2 separate regions of the Mus musculus genome follow, and region 1 is linked to region 2. Evidence: chromatin contacts called from public Hi-C data. All regions are on one chromosome and are shown on one strand. Each heading gives the region's core, a stretch centred on a gene start, on an enhancer-like site or on the middle of the called end of the contact. The rest is flanking DNA. Distances are from core to core; before and after follow the strand shown.

Region 1 (6,753 bases), core at 2,968-5,467, 290 kb after region 2:
TTCGGTGCTCACTGTTTCTCAGATTGGGGGTCTCGAAGGCTTCCAGAACACTAGCAAAAAATACTGCATCTGAGGGTTGGTGAAGTGGTGCGGTGCAGGCCTCCATTATCTCTATTGCCTCTATTATCCCTTCTCCTCCTTCTTTCTTCTTCTTCTTCTTCTTCTTCTTCTTCTTCTTCTTCTTCTTCTTCTTCTTCTTCTTCTTCTTCTTCTTCTTCTCCTCCTCCTCCTCCTCCTTCTCCTCCTCCTCCTCCTCCTCATCTTCTTCTCTTCCTCCTCCTCCTTCTCCTTCTTCCTCTTCTCCCCTTTCTTATTTTTCTTCCTTCTTCTTTCTTTTTCTTTCTCCTTTCTTCTCCTCCTTCTTCTCCTTCTTCCTCCCCCTCTGCTTCCTCCTTCTCATCTTCCTCCTCCTCTTCTTCTTCGAGATTTATTTTATCTTATTAAATTATTTTTAGGTATACATATATAGGCATGGGAAGCAGGGGTGATATGTGCACATAAGTGCAAGTGACCAAAAGAAGTCAAAAAAGGATGCTAGATTCCCTGAAACTAGAACTACAGGCAATTGTGAGCTGCTCATTAGAGGCAGTTGTGAGCTGCTCAGTGTGGCTTCCTGGAAATGAACCCTGGTTCTCTGGAAGAGCACTCCACATTCTTAACTGATGAGCTACCTCTTTCCCACCAGCCCCAGTATTTTACGTCTATTGATTCTGAAATGTCAAACTTTGAAAAGCACTAGACAGTGAATGCTGCCATTCAGAACAGTCCAAGTCTGTATGAGAAGAATTTTAGGAATATCTTCACCTAATAATTTCAAGTCTTTCTTGTACACAGAGGGAGAGATGGGAAAGGGCAATCTAATGGATTTGAGAAAGAGCTTACAGTAAACAGTAACCAAAATCCCAGTGTATAAAAGAACACTGCATCTCACTTTTACTGGCAGCATGCTGATCATTTTTCTCTTTCTCATTTTAGTAGAACATAAAATATCAGTATAGCTCATAATCCGAGTTTCTCATTTTGTTGGAACTTTTTGGCACCTAAAATAAATACCTTACATAGAGAAGATATCCAACAGATACCTGATAATAATGATGGATAATGAAAGCAGCCAAAAAATATAGAGCCCTATACATTACTAAATTAAAACAAATCACCCAAGGAAATGTTCCGTAAGGCCTCCTTTCTAAAATACAAATATAGGCTAGGCATAGTGACATACATCTGACCACTTGGGAAGTGGAGGCAAGAGGATCCAGGTTTCCAGAGTTGTTCACATATATGAAGTAGGACTCAGGATAGCCTTGTTTTTGTGAGACTCTGTCTCAAAAAGGTGCTGGTGTCACATCTCTGTTGTTGAGTTGTTGTTGCTGTTGTTGTTGGTAATGGTGATAATGTGTGTTTAATTCTATGATATAAAAGGTAGAGAAATGGCCTAGTGCTTGGTTAAGAGTGGTTATTGCTCTTGTAAATTTTCCCAAATTTTGGTTCCTAAGCATCCATGTTTAGTGAATCACAACTGCCAATAACTCCAGATCCAGAACCTGACATCTCTGCCCTCTGCAGGCATGTGTACACACACACACACACACACACACACACACACACATGCATACAGATACAACACATACCATATGCATACCCACCCAGGGCCCTCCATCCCCACCACATACATACTCATAATTAAAAGCACATCTTAAAAAAAAGTTGAACCATGGTGCATGGTAGCTTCCCAATCCTTGGAGATACATCTCTACCATACAGAGCAAGCCTTAATCTCCTCTCTTGCCCAATCCAAAATTGCAACTACATCCACCTCCCTGGGGACTTCTTGCCTTGACACTGTCATGTCTGCTACCTCCCCCAACATAGAAACCCTGTTTCTGCCTGTCAGAGAGGTGACCCCCTTCTTCATCTACCTGGACTAACTCAAGCACAGCCCTTCATGAAACACAGACAAATGATTTTTCTCTTTGCTCCCTGGGGGCAATTACTCTGAGAAATCCCATTGTGACATCACTAGGGATTGGCTTATGTTTCCACCTCTACCCTGGAATGTGAGCCTTGATTTAATAATCTGGCACCTGATGCTATTCTTGGTAGGTGTGATGAGTCAAGGGAACATTTGATTGGATGGAGGAACGGCATTCAGGGAAGATACAACACAACAGTGCCTCTTCCGGATTCGCTTGCTTTTCCGATCATTCACTGTTTCTGCATCTGCATTCATTGAGCTGGAAACAAGTTGAAGGCAAAGCCAAGCTGGTTCTTGCCATTGAGAACTCCACGTTCTAGCCGACAGTGATCGTGATCCATAAACGGGCAAGCAGATATACAGACACAGTGTGAGCGTGGTCAACTGTAGGCTGGCTAACACCCTGTGTCCAAATGCAGCTACAATCTTATAGGAAAAGCTGGCTCTGTCCATAAATGTCCAGCCCCTGTCCTCAGAAGCATGTCTGGGAACCTCAAGAACTTCTCTCCCCGAGATGTGTGTGTTCCTGTGCTGCTCTGGCTGCACTGCTTTAAGCCTTCAGTCCTTGGTCTTCCCCAGCTGTGCTCCTAAGGACACCCAGGCTTCAGAAGAGAACTCCCCCTCAGAGGCGGCTCTGCCCCTGCAGCCCCTGGATGTTCTTGCAGTCAAGTTCTTCACCACACATACTTAATGAAGGGGTTCTGGGAGTAGAGACAGGAGGGCTATGAGGGAGGATAAGGTAATCACTGATTTAAATGAGCAGGCAAGGAAAGCATTCACCACAGGGAGGGCAGGGTTGGGGCTGAATAGGCCTCCAACAGCTTCACTTGGCATAGCAGGATCCAGGGACCCTTCAGCGCCAGCCAATAGCCAGTGCCTATATCTTCCTCCATGACTTCCACTGGTCCTCAGGATTTGTGATGGCCAACAATAAGGCTCCCTGTCAATTTGTGAGGTCTGGAACCTCCAGGGAGGCACGCACCTCTGGGCATACCTGAGGGTAATTGCAGAAAGGTTTACCTGCAAAGGGAAGACCCATCGAGAGTGTGGGTAACACCTTTTTAGGAGTTGGGGACCGGGACTGAATAGGGAGAAGGAAGCCAGCTGGCTTCAGTGTTTATTTCTCTCTGCTTTTTGACTTTGGGTTCGTGAGACCAGCTGGCTTATGACCCTGCCGCCATGTTATCCCCACTAGGATGGACTGTAACCTCAAACTGTGAGCTCAAATTAACCTTCCTCCTTCAAGTTGCTTCTTGTCTGGTAGTCCATCACAGTAATGAGAAAAGCAATTCACACCGCATCTGATCATTCCTCTCAACAGGAGCCAAATTAACAACATGGTTTTTGTTTGTTTTTTGGTTTTTTTGTTTTGTTTTGTTTTTTAAACCTGTGTTCTATGCTCATCTACTTTTTACAATTATATATAGGAAGTTTCCAGACATCTGTATCTATCATAGTTCTCCTCACAGTATAGCAATGCAATAGCAATGAGAAACAGAGGACCAAAGGGCACATGAGACCCTTTCAGTTCAGTTAGTTTGCATAACAACTGTTTCCTGAGTTAGATAATATCTCCTAAGGCTCAGAACAGGTTAAGTCCCCCACCAGATCCCTACAGCGGATGCTGACAGCAAGGTTGGGTCTGTGCAATCTATTTATTTGTTCAGTTAAGTAGAGAAAAAAATCAATTACACTGGCATATGGGTTTGAAACTAGGATGAGGAATAGCCCTTGGCTAAGCTGCTTGAGTCTGCCGGGACACCAGCAGGGATACCCTGATGGACTGGTGATCCACCACACTAGAACGGACACTTCTTCACTGGGTCAAATCAGCCCTTCGGATGCTCGCTCTGATGATGTCCAGCCAAGCCAGCAACATAGGAGGGAGCAACCAGGAATGAAGCTTGGCAGAGCTTTATTTCAAGATAGCCGGGTGGCTCTCAATGTAAGTGACGCCCAGGAGTCCACTGGATGAAAGTGTCTGTGACAATGAGAGATGCTCTCTGTGTCACCATGGCCAGTGTCATCTGGCTGTGCTTACCTGTATCCACTGTCCCTTTTCCTCATCCTCAGCAGATCACTATTACACATCTCTGAGGCTATAAGGAGCCTGGTGAAAGGCCAGCATCTGCAAGCTACCTCTGGGATTGGGGCCAGAAAAGGAGATCTCAGGCCGGCTGCCTGGAGAATGGAGGAAAGGTGCTGAGGACAGGCCAAGCTGGAGATGTAGCTCAGCGGTAGAGTGCATGCCTGGCCTCAGCAGGACACACTTTCTTTTTCCTAGCTGTATATGGTGCCCTTGGCAAGCCTTTTCCTGGATCCTGAATCCTATGTGATAGGACGTAACTCTTCGGCTCATTCTTACTTCTATGATTGAATCTCAGCATTTGTATCAGAAGTGTTATATCAGAATCATTTATATCTCTGAAGGACAAAAGGTGACAGACATTCTTCTTTTCAAATTTTTTTTTTTTTTCTGGGCATTTGCGCATTTAGCTGCTTCCGGATTTGGCCTTTGCCTCCTCAGCATTTACAAACCCTGCCAAGTTTCACCCTGTCTCTCATGGGTTTCTTTTCAATGGCTCCGGTGAAACCAGCAGCCTTTGTTTTAAAGAGTTTCTTGCCAGGCTTCCTTTGCCGAAGCTGATGTTTCCTTACTGATCTAATACTGCTGGGACGACAGAGCCCCGGGCTGCTTCTGAGCTGGGCATTTGGCACTCTGCTGGCACCTCCCCGGGAGGCATTGATTCCACTGGCTATCGCGGTAAGTGGCAAAGGTCACCCTAGATACACTCCAGATGTGGCCGAGTGCCTCCCGAAAACAAAGTATGGTTCCCCCCACGGGAGAGAAATGGCTGCCAGTCTCCTCTCCCCTGGCCACTTTTCAAGATTATGAGGAAACACAGTCACTCTCGCTGAGCCTAGGTACAGGTCTCTCCTGAGCATCTCGTAAACTCACAATGTGCACTGAACCAGACCTCTGGCCTTGAGCCGAGCCTAGCAAAACCTGTTTGTGTTCAAGGGGTTAGTTCTCAGAACAGGAAGCAGGTTGGTGGGTAGTATAATTACAGGTTAGTTTTGTTGTTACTGAGTAACATCCCCGCAGGCTCCTACTGACATGTATAAATGCAGACTGTACGATGAAGGTCCCCTTTCAGTTTCCATGATCATAGTCATTTGCAAACCTGGAGCTTGGGGAGGCTGGGATATCTAAAGGAACGCTGTTATTACAGAGTAGCCGAGAGCATCTTAGGCCTTCCTAACTCTGCTTCCTGGGCCTCTTGCCGTCTTTCCCCACTACTTTCTGGAAGGGTTGCAGAACGGCAGGGATCTGATTTCTCCTCATGGGATAGCCTTCTATGATACACACTTGGTAGTGCCATGTGTGTAGATTATCTTATGTCAAGTTTTTTTTTTTTTAAGTTTTCAAAAGAACACCAACATTTTCACCACTTCTATGATAAGGGTTCGTTCTTCTGTAATTGTTTTCTTAATTTTGACTTACTTGGTACTTGGATTTCTGAAAAGCCTTCAGTAGGCTGGACTGGTTTGGGTGTTGGGGGCTGGACATATGACTGTCACTCTGGATATTAATGGAAATTAAAATTCTTTGCTGGATATGAAGGCGTGAACCCAACAGCCTGAAGAGGTCTCTATTTTCCAGGACAGCATCTTAGAGAATGGATTCTTTGAACCAAACCTAATTGACTTGACTTTTCAATCTCGAATCTACTTTCTAATCCTATCCAAGGTGGTTGTCACATTCCCCGTCATGGACCCAATTAGGATGCACATTATTCCTGTCATTGTGAGAATGGCGAAACACTTAAGAGTGTGGAGCAACCTTTAGCCCATTCCGTTTGTTTTGAGGGATTAGGAACTTCTGCATATGCTTTATGAAACTGTGATTCCATTAATCAAACCCCACTCCAGCTTTACTCCCCACACTGAGCCTTACACAGAGTTTCTCTGTTACAGGAGAAGAGATCTTTTGGTAGAACCCAGGCATGGAGGCTCTAGCGTAGGTGTGCTCAGGAGTGTGTTGACCCAAGCAACAATGCTCTCATTGAGTTTTACGGCAAAGAAGGAACCAGGTTAAGAAGGGGTTCAACTTGGGAATCAGCAGATAAGTGGCTTGTGATCAAGACACCAGGAAGCAGCAAGAATAGGGAAACAGCGAATTCTTTTCAAGAAAATACAAAATATCCCCAATAGTTCTCACCGAAATAGCTTTTTAATGGGAACAGCAATAATACCTTAGTTAGTCTGCAGTTTATCCATCTTCATTTGCAACTTTACTAAGAAGTTGTATGACATCAAGTTACCTTAACCTTAAAATTCCAAGGGCTATATTTTATTCTATCTTTAAAAATAACTTTGCAGCATGACAAGAGAAGGTTAAAAACTATAGAAAAGTGGAAAGAATTGCAAAATCAGATAAAAACATCCTTCACCTAAGACCCACAAGGTGATAGTATGGTGCATATTTGCACTGTCCTCATTTAAAGAAAAATGATAGCTAATAGATAATGATAGACAAGTGATAGAGAGACAGATAGATAGAGGATAGATAATATATAGACATGATAATAGATATATAGGTAGACAGATAATAGACAGACAAAAGATAGATGGTAAATATGGATATATTTATGTATAACTTAGCTCCTAGATAGATAATAAATAATTAGGTGGTAGGTAAAAGACATAAATTACAAATAATATAAATTTGTATGAGGTATAAATTAGCCCTTAAAAGAATGACAGATAATAGATAA
Region 2 (6,223 bases), core at 3,640-6,139:
TTTATTGAACTGTACAGGTGTTCATTATCTCCTTTCAACAAATATGCAAGACATGTTTTATATCACTGCTAAAGTAACCTGGAGAGGGGGTGTGAGCTCACAGGAGGTGGACAACATTCCTGTAGCTGTGAGGTTATTTTAAAAAAATAACATCTGTCCTTCAGATAAATGTAACAATGATATGTTATTATAAGATAATTATTAGGATTTGATGTGGTAAAATATGCATTCTTAATGAATCAACGCCCAACACCATGGGCCTGTAAAAATGGTAAAACCCAACTTTGGCCCATGACTCAGAACTTGACCTCTGAACCATTGTGTCACACTTGAAAAAGAGACCCCAAATGTCTCTTAGATAAAAAATATTGTCAAAATAGCAGGGAAGGAGCTAGAAAGATGGTTCAGTCAGTAAAAATGTCTGCTACCATGCAGGACAATCTGAGTTTGATCCCTGGAATCACAGGGTGGAAGGAAAGAGTTGGCTCTAGGTAGACAATGCCCTTTGACCTCCACACATGCACCGTGCCATAGCATGCATGCACACACACACACACACACACACATATACCACACCACACCACACCACACCACACACACACCACACACACACACACACACACACACACACACACCACACACATAATTTTAAAGACATTATTTTAAAGTTTTAAAAATTAGAGCTGGAGAAATGGCTCAGTGGGTAAAAGTACTTACTGCTTTTCCTTAGGACCCAAGTTTAATTCCCACCACTCATAGTAGAACACCTTAAATCCAGCTACAAGGGATTGAACATGCTTTCTGACCTCCACAGGCATCTGCACATATGTGCCATACATTCACAGAAATACACACATATGCATGCATATGTATGTATATCTGTGTATGTGTGTGTGTGTGTGTGTGTGTGTGTGTGTGTGTATTTTAACTTGTGGGCTGTATCAATTCATTAGTTTCAAGTATTCTGGTTTACTTTAGCATTATGGCTGCCTTGGTCTGATGTGATGGGAAGTTAGTGGCCTTTGAATCTGTGGTTAGAAGGAATCAGATCCAAAAGTTGGGCCCCACTGGGAAAGTTGGTTATTTAACACAGAAGACTGGAAAGTGTAAGAGTTTAGCTGCCAACTGGAGTCCACATGCAATGCTGAGAGTGAGGTCACCAAGGCCTGAATCTGGATATTAGCCACAGCATAAAAGGCATAGACTCTTGTATAAGGGACAGTGTCACTCAGATCAGAGGTTGTATCTTATCGGGTTCTGATAGGCCCAGTTTTTCTGAGCTCAATGCTGAGTACAAAGGGCATCAATAAATGCTTGGTTGGCAATTAAAAGGCTTATTGTAAACAAGTACATCTTAGATGAAGATCTAGAAATTTGGCTCAGATCACATAACTGCAAATGTTATTTCTCTAAACGAAATGAGTAAGAGCGACAACAGAACCCTTAGCTCAAAGAGTTCTTAGCGACCATCCAAGCAAGTCGGTTTCATAACTGAAAGTTGGGCAACACTTCTCATCTCAAGTCCAGTGCTTGTTGACTGAATAAGTGATCCCTGTGTGAGGGGCCGTTCTCCTCCCTCAGGCCTACTCCAAGGAGAACAACTTTAAGGAATTGCAGCAGCTCAAAGTTCCTTTCAACTGGTCTTACTCACTAAGACTTCTACAAAATAAGAGACTTTTCAAGAGAAAAGTTGGAGGGGCTCTAAGGCCAAGACCACCCCAAGTAGAATTATGATCTCAAGCATTTAAAATCCCAAATGAGGAAAACCAGAAAGGATCAAAATATCTAACACCTAAAATACTGAAAATAAAATTACAGAAAAAATAATGTGTGAAAATGTTATGGAAGACATTGCCTTAAAATGATGGAAAGTGATTTACTGAAAAGACTGGAGAAATAATAAAACAAAATAAAATAGACACTAGAATGTTCCAGAGGCCACTTTGTGCAATAGAATAAAACAACAATAACACATGGTTTTACAATCAAAACACTCAGACATATTAATGAGGATCATGAGCAGATTAAGTGTGTTTATAAAGAAATGGTTCAAAACTAAGATGTATAAACACGTATCATTATCACTGTAATTGCGTGCACCTCCCGAACCATTGCTAGCGTCTGAAGTGTCATGGTGACAGCAGACAGCAGACATGTAATGGTGACATAGAATTTCCACAATGAGGAAACACAAGTGCCAAAGAACTGAGGCCTCGAGGTTCTCTTTTGTGGGTGCAGATCTCTTCATTCCTCGAGGGTGCTTCAATGTTCTCACACATAAACACACACATTCACACATACATACACACATGCACACACATTCATACATACATACACTCACACATTCACACACAACACACACACATATACCCACATTCACACACACATAAATACACATACATACACATACACTCATACCCATATATACACACACATACAGCCAAGGTTACATAGGAACCCCATCTCAAAAACCAAGCAAATAAAAACTGAATACACACACACACACACACACACACACGTACACATATATATTCAAACACACACCTTCACACATATACATGCATGAACATACACACAACCCCCCTACACATTCCATACACAATGCTTCCTCAAAAAGTCAACCTTTGGATAATGTATTTGTGCTGAGACAAATGTGCCAAGACAATGTCTAAGCTGAATTAGAACCCTAGAGTCTTTGAGCAGTCCAGACTGTGAGGAGTAGCACCAGCGATAGAAAATGAAATACTGGAGAAGAGGAAGTGGGGGAAGGCCAAGGGCTTGCCTAAGCAGTGAAGTCTGAAGGCTGGCAAGCCTGGACTTCTGATGACCAACGTGGCTGGAGAAAAACCTCAGAGAGACACCAGTTTGCTTTCTGCATTGTTTCTTCTGAACTCAGGGTGTTAGGATTCTGCTCATGTTAAAGAGGAATTTTTCTTATCTGGGCCGCTCAGATTCACTAACCTCCTTTAAAAACTCTTTACCAACACTCAAAAATAATACCTTTACCAGGTCTTGGGGTGGTTCATTTTACTGAACATGATGGGGCTCTGTATATAGCAGAGACACTGGACTGTTTCCTGATGGGCATTTTGGGTTTTGTATTTCATCTTCTGCGATTTTCACAGTGGAATGGTTAGGGTAGACTCTCAAGTGTCAGAGTGGAAGGGGATGTTAGCTTTCTTTTGAGTATTATTCAACTAAACAGCATGGGTTTTTATCAACATGGTTCTAACATACATAAAAGTGTTGTTGGATTACTTCTTATAAGTCACACCGATTGTTAGGTGACGAGAATTTGCTTGGATTTCTGCTAGATAGTATTTTCGTACAAACTTTCCCATGGTGTCCCATGTTATTCAAGTTAAGTTGTTGTGACAGTTTTTGTCCTGGGTCGCAGAAGTGATAATAAAGGATCTTAAGAAGATTTAAATGCTTAGCATAGGGAATGCCAGGGTTGTGACATGGGAGTGGGTGGGAGGGTGGGAGAGCACCCTCATAGAAGCAGGGGGAGGGGATGGGATAGGGAGGTTTTGGAGGGGAAACCGGAAAGGGGGATAACATTTGAAATGTAAATAAAGAAAATAACCAATAAAAAATTTAAAAATAAAATGAGATGCAACTATATTAAAACCTATATTAAAGAAGATTTAAAATTGATGGTCAGCCCGTAAAACAACTATTAATAGTTAATCTGAAGAAAAGGTAGGATCTGGTGTAGGTTCTTTTAAAATGTGCCATCTGGAAGTCTCTTCTCAGTTCTGGATGTCCAGGCTTACACAGCCATGAAGATTAAGTGTTAAGACTGAATACACTATCTCTAACAGGGAACCACAGATACCACTATTTTTAAGAACTTTCTGACTTTAGGTATTTTTCTAAAGCAAAAGAACAAAATTTTTTTGCATAAAACATTTCTTTAAAATTATTTCAGGTTTAAAAAACACCACCAACAACAATAACGACAAAAACCTCTCCAATAAGTAAGATTTTTGAACCTAGCCATATAAATTTACTTCAAGGCCCTTGGCAGTAGAGTCTGCTGAAGTGGCCTTGAAAGACTTCCTCAGAAGGATTGATCTACAAAGGCCAAGAGGATTTTAACTGCATATCAATCAATTAATTTTACTTGGAAAGACTGTAACCTGTTCTATACACACATGCTATATACACATATGTATGTTTGCTATGCTCGTTATAGGATGGGAGGCACAAAGCAATTTGGCAGGCACTAGAGTGGAAATGGGTATGGGGAGAATTAGGAACTTACTCCCTGGAGGGTAAGGGTGAGTTGGAGGGGTGGGGGTGTGGAGGTTGGAAGATTTCTTCTTTCTCCTAGCAGGTCTGAGGGATGTGAAGACCTCAATTGTGGCAAGAAAAAGTTGGGAGGGAGTGGGAGCAGTCCATTAAATAGGTGTCTCTGACTGACGAGGCGCCTAACAGCCTTAGTTAGAGTAGTAGACGGAGTAGACACTTCCTTGTACATACACATACCTGCGTTGTTGGGCTTCATATAAAGCGCGTGTCCCACCAAGGGGTAGGCGCGGGCCACCGACGGGATTGACCGCATCTGCTGCCATTTCCGCGCGTAGCTTACCAGCATCGGAAAGATGCTGATCAGGATAGTGGCGCCGGCCAGGGAGACCGCGCTCGCTGCGCCCCAAAGCAATAGTTTCTGCCCACTGAGCCCTAACCACAGCCACAACATCTCTCTGATTCCCCTCTTCCCTCTGGATTGCCAGTGAGAAGGTGGCGACCAGTCGCTGCCGGGTGCAGAGGAGGGAGGGACAAATTCGGGAACTCCAAGCTCCCGGCTCAGGGCTCAGGAAAAAGAACCCCCGGGGCACACCAGGTCCTCTCAGATCTTCCAGCTCTGGAGCTGGGAAAATCTGTAGCGTCTGCACCACGCCCTGGGGACAAACTTTCCGAGGGGGCGGGGAAAGCTCCCGCAGGTTTGTTGTGATGCCCTGCACGAGTCTGCGTACTACGCGCCAGCCACTGGGGTTCAAGGCGAAAGCGAAAGACCGGAACAACTTCTGAGCTCTGAAGTTCAGAATGCACGTGAAAGCTCACGGTGTGGAAAGATGAGGATGGCGGAGGAAGTCGAATTTAGGGTAGCTTCGGGATGGAGAAGAAACTAGAAATTCGCATCGCCAGTTCCGGACACCCTAGGGCCGGCTAATGTGGGCTGTTAAGAATTTTGCAACTCCCTTGCTTTGTGGAAGGATTACAGATCTCATAAGCAGTCTGTTTTAAAAAATTCAAATGAAGAGTCCTCGGTGTCGAAAGGCAGTTTTTGGAATTCTAAATTCAACTAGCCCTTGCGCAAACCTGCATCAGTTGCTGCCCTAGGGCAGGGCCGGTTGCCCAGGGGCACCGGACACACTCTGGCCCCTGCTTCAGGGTCCGGCACAGCAACCGCCTTCCCATGACCTAGAAGTTTAGGGAAGCCACGTATCCAGTGAGTGTCAGCTGACAGACTGAATCACCAGAACTAAAGGAGAACACAGTCTAGCACTTCCCTAAACATTCTCTGATCAAGGAAAGCCAGAACTAGAGAGAACAAGGGTGGGGATGGAGGGGCTCAGAAGTGGGTGGAAGAAGGCATGCTATGAGGAGGGTTGGCAACAGTAATGGGGCACAGTCAAAGTGAAGCTAAAATGCCAAGCCTGCAGAAAGGGAAAGGCCAGAAAGAAGAAGCTAGCAAAGTTATTTACTAGCTACCCATGGAGGTCTCCAGCCTGAACAGGAGTCCCTGTTCTACACCCCATTGTCCTTACCAAAGGGCAGGATGAGAAGTGCCCTTGCCTACTGCACACTGGGGAGAGTGCCAAGAAAGTTGAAATCCACAGATGCCCTGGATTCTCATTTTCTTGAGAATGTTATTTTCATACAGAGACTGCATGGTGTGCCCACAAACACCCGTGTGGCCTCTGGGACCTGAAGAAAGCACATCTAGGGCTTTCCTCAGTTGAATTTTTAAAAACGTATTACATTCTTTTTAAACTGTATGCAAGCATGGAGATCAGAGGACAACAACCCACCATGTGGTTTTGGAGGCTCAAACGCAAGTGGTCAAGTTTGGTGTCAAGCTCTTTGGCCAGCTGAGCCATGTTGCCCACCCCTGCAGTTACTTTTTACAAAAGAGCCATCTGGTGTGTACTGTCAGGAAAAGAAGTTCATAAAACATTAAGTGAAAGAGCAAAAGAAAACAAATGACGAAGCA

What was found. A called contact is a pair of places that touch in the nucleus more often than the background predicts.
Region 1: a contact with region 2 is called in a Hi-C map of liver, with 2.7 times the contacts expected there. The contact joins the enhancer-like site here to the promoter of Cyp4v3 in region 2. A contact is called at or near these places in 1 of 39 promoter capture datasets (pre-B cells) and 2 of 484 Hi-C or Micro-C datasets (both in liver).

What each region holds. Positions count from the first base shown.
Region 1 is chr8:45,617,029-45,623,781 of GRCm38.p6, forward strand. All of the region lies in intron 1 of Sorbs2 (sorbin and SH3 domain containing 2), which reads left to right. Among named protein-coding and RNA genes, the nearest start is that of Gm16351, 16 kb to the left of the region's middle. Within about 2 kb of position 4,218, at least 21 of the 459 cell types and tissues checked have an H3K27ac peak or open chromatin away from gene starts, as enhancers often do. A contact at or near this core is called in liver, where this site is marked.
Region 2 is chr8:45,328,274-45,334,496 of GRCm38.p6, forward strand. It overlaps Cyp4v3 (cytochrome P450, family 4, subfamily v, polypeptide 3), which reads right to left and starts at 4,890. Exons shown (of 11, transcript NM_133969.3): 1 at 4,492-4,890. The coding sequence starts at 4,705. All of the region lies in intron 3 of Gm30504 (a long non-coding RNA gene), which reads left to right.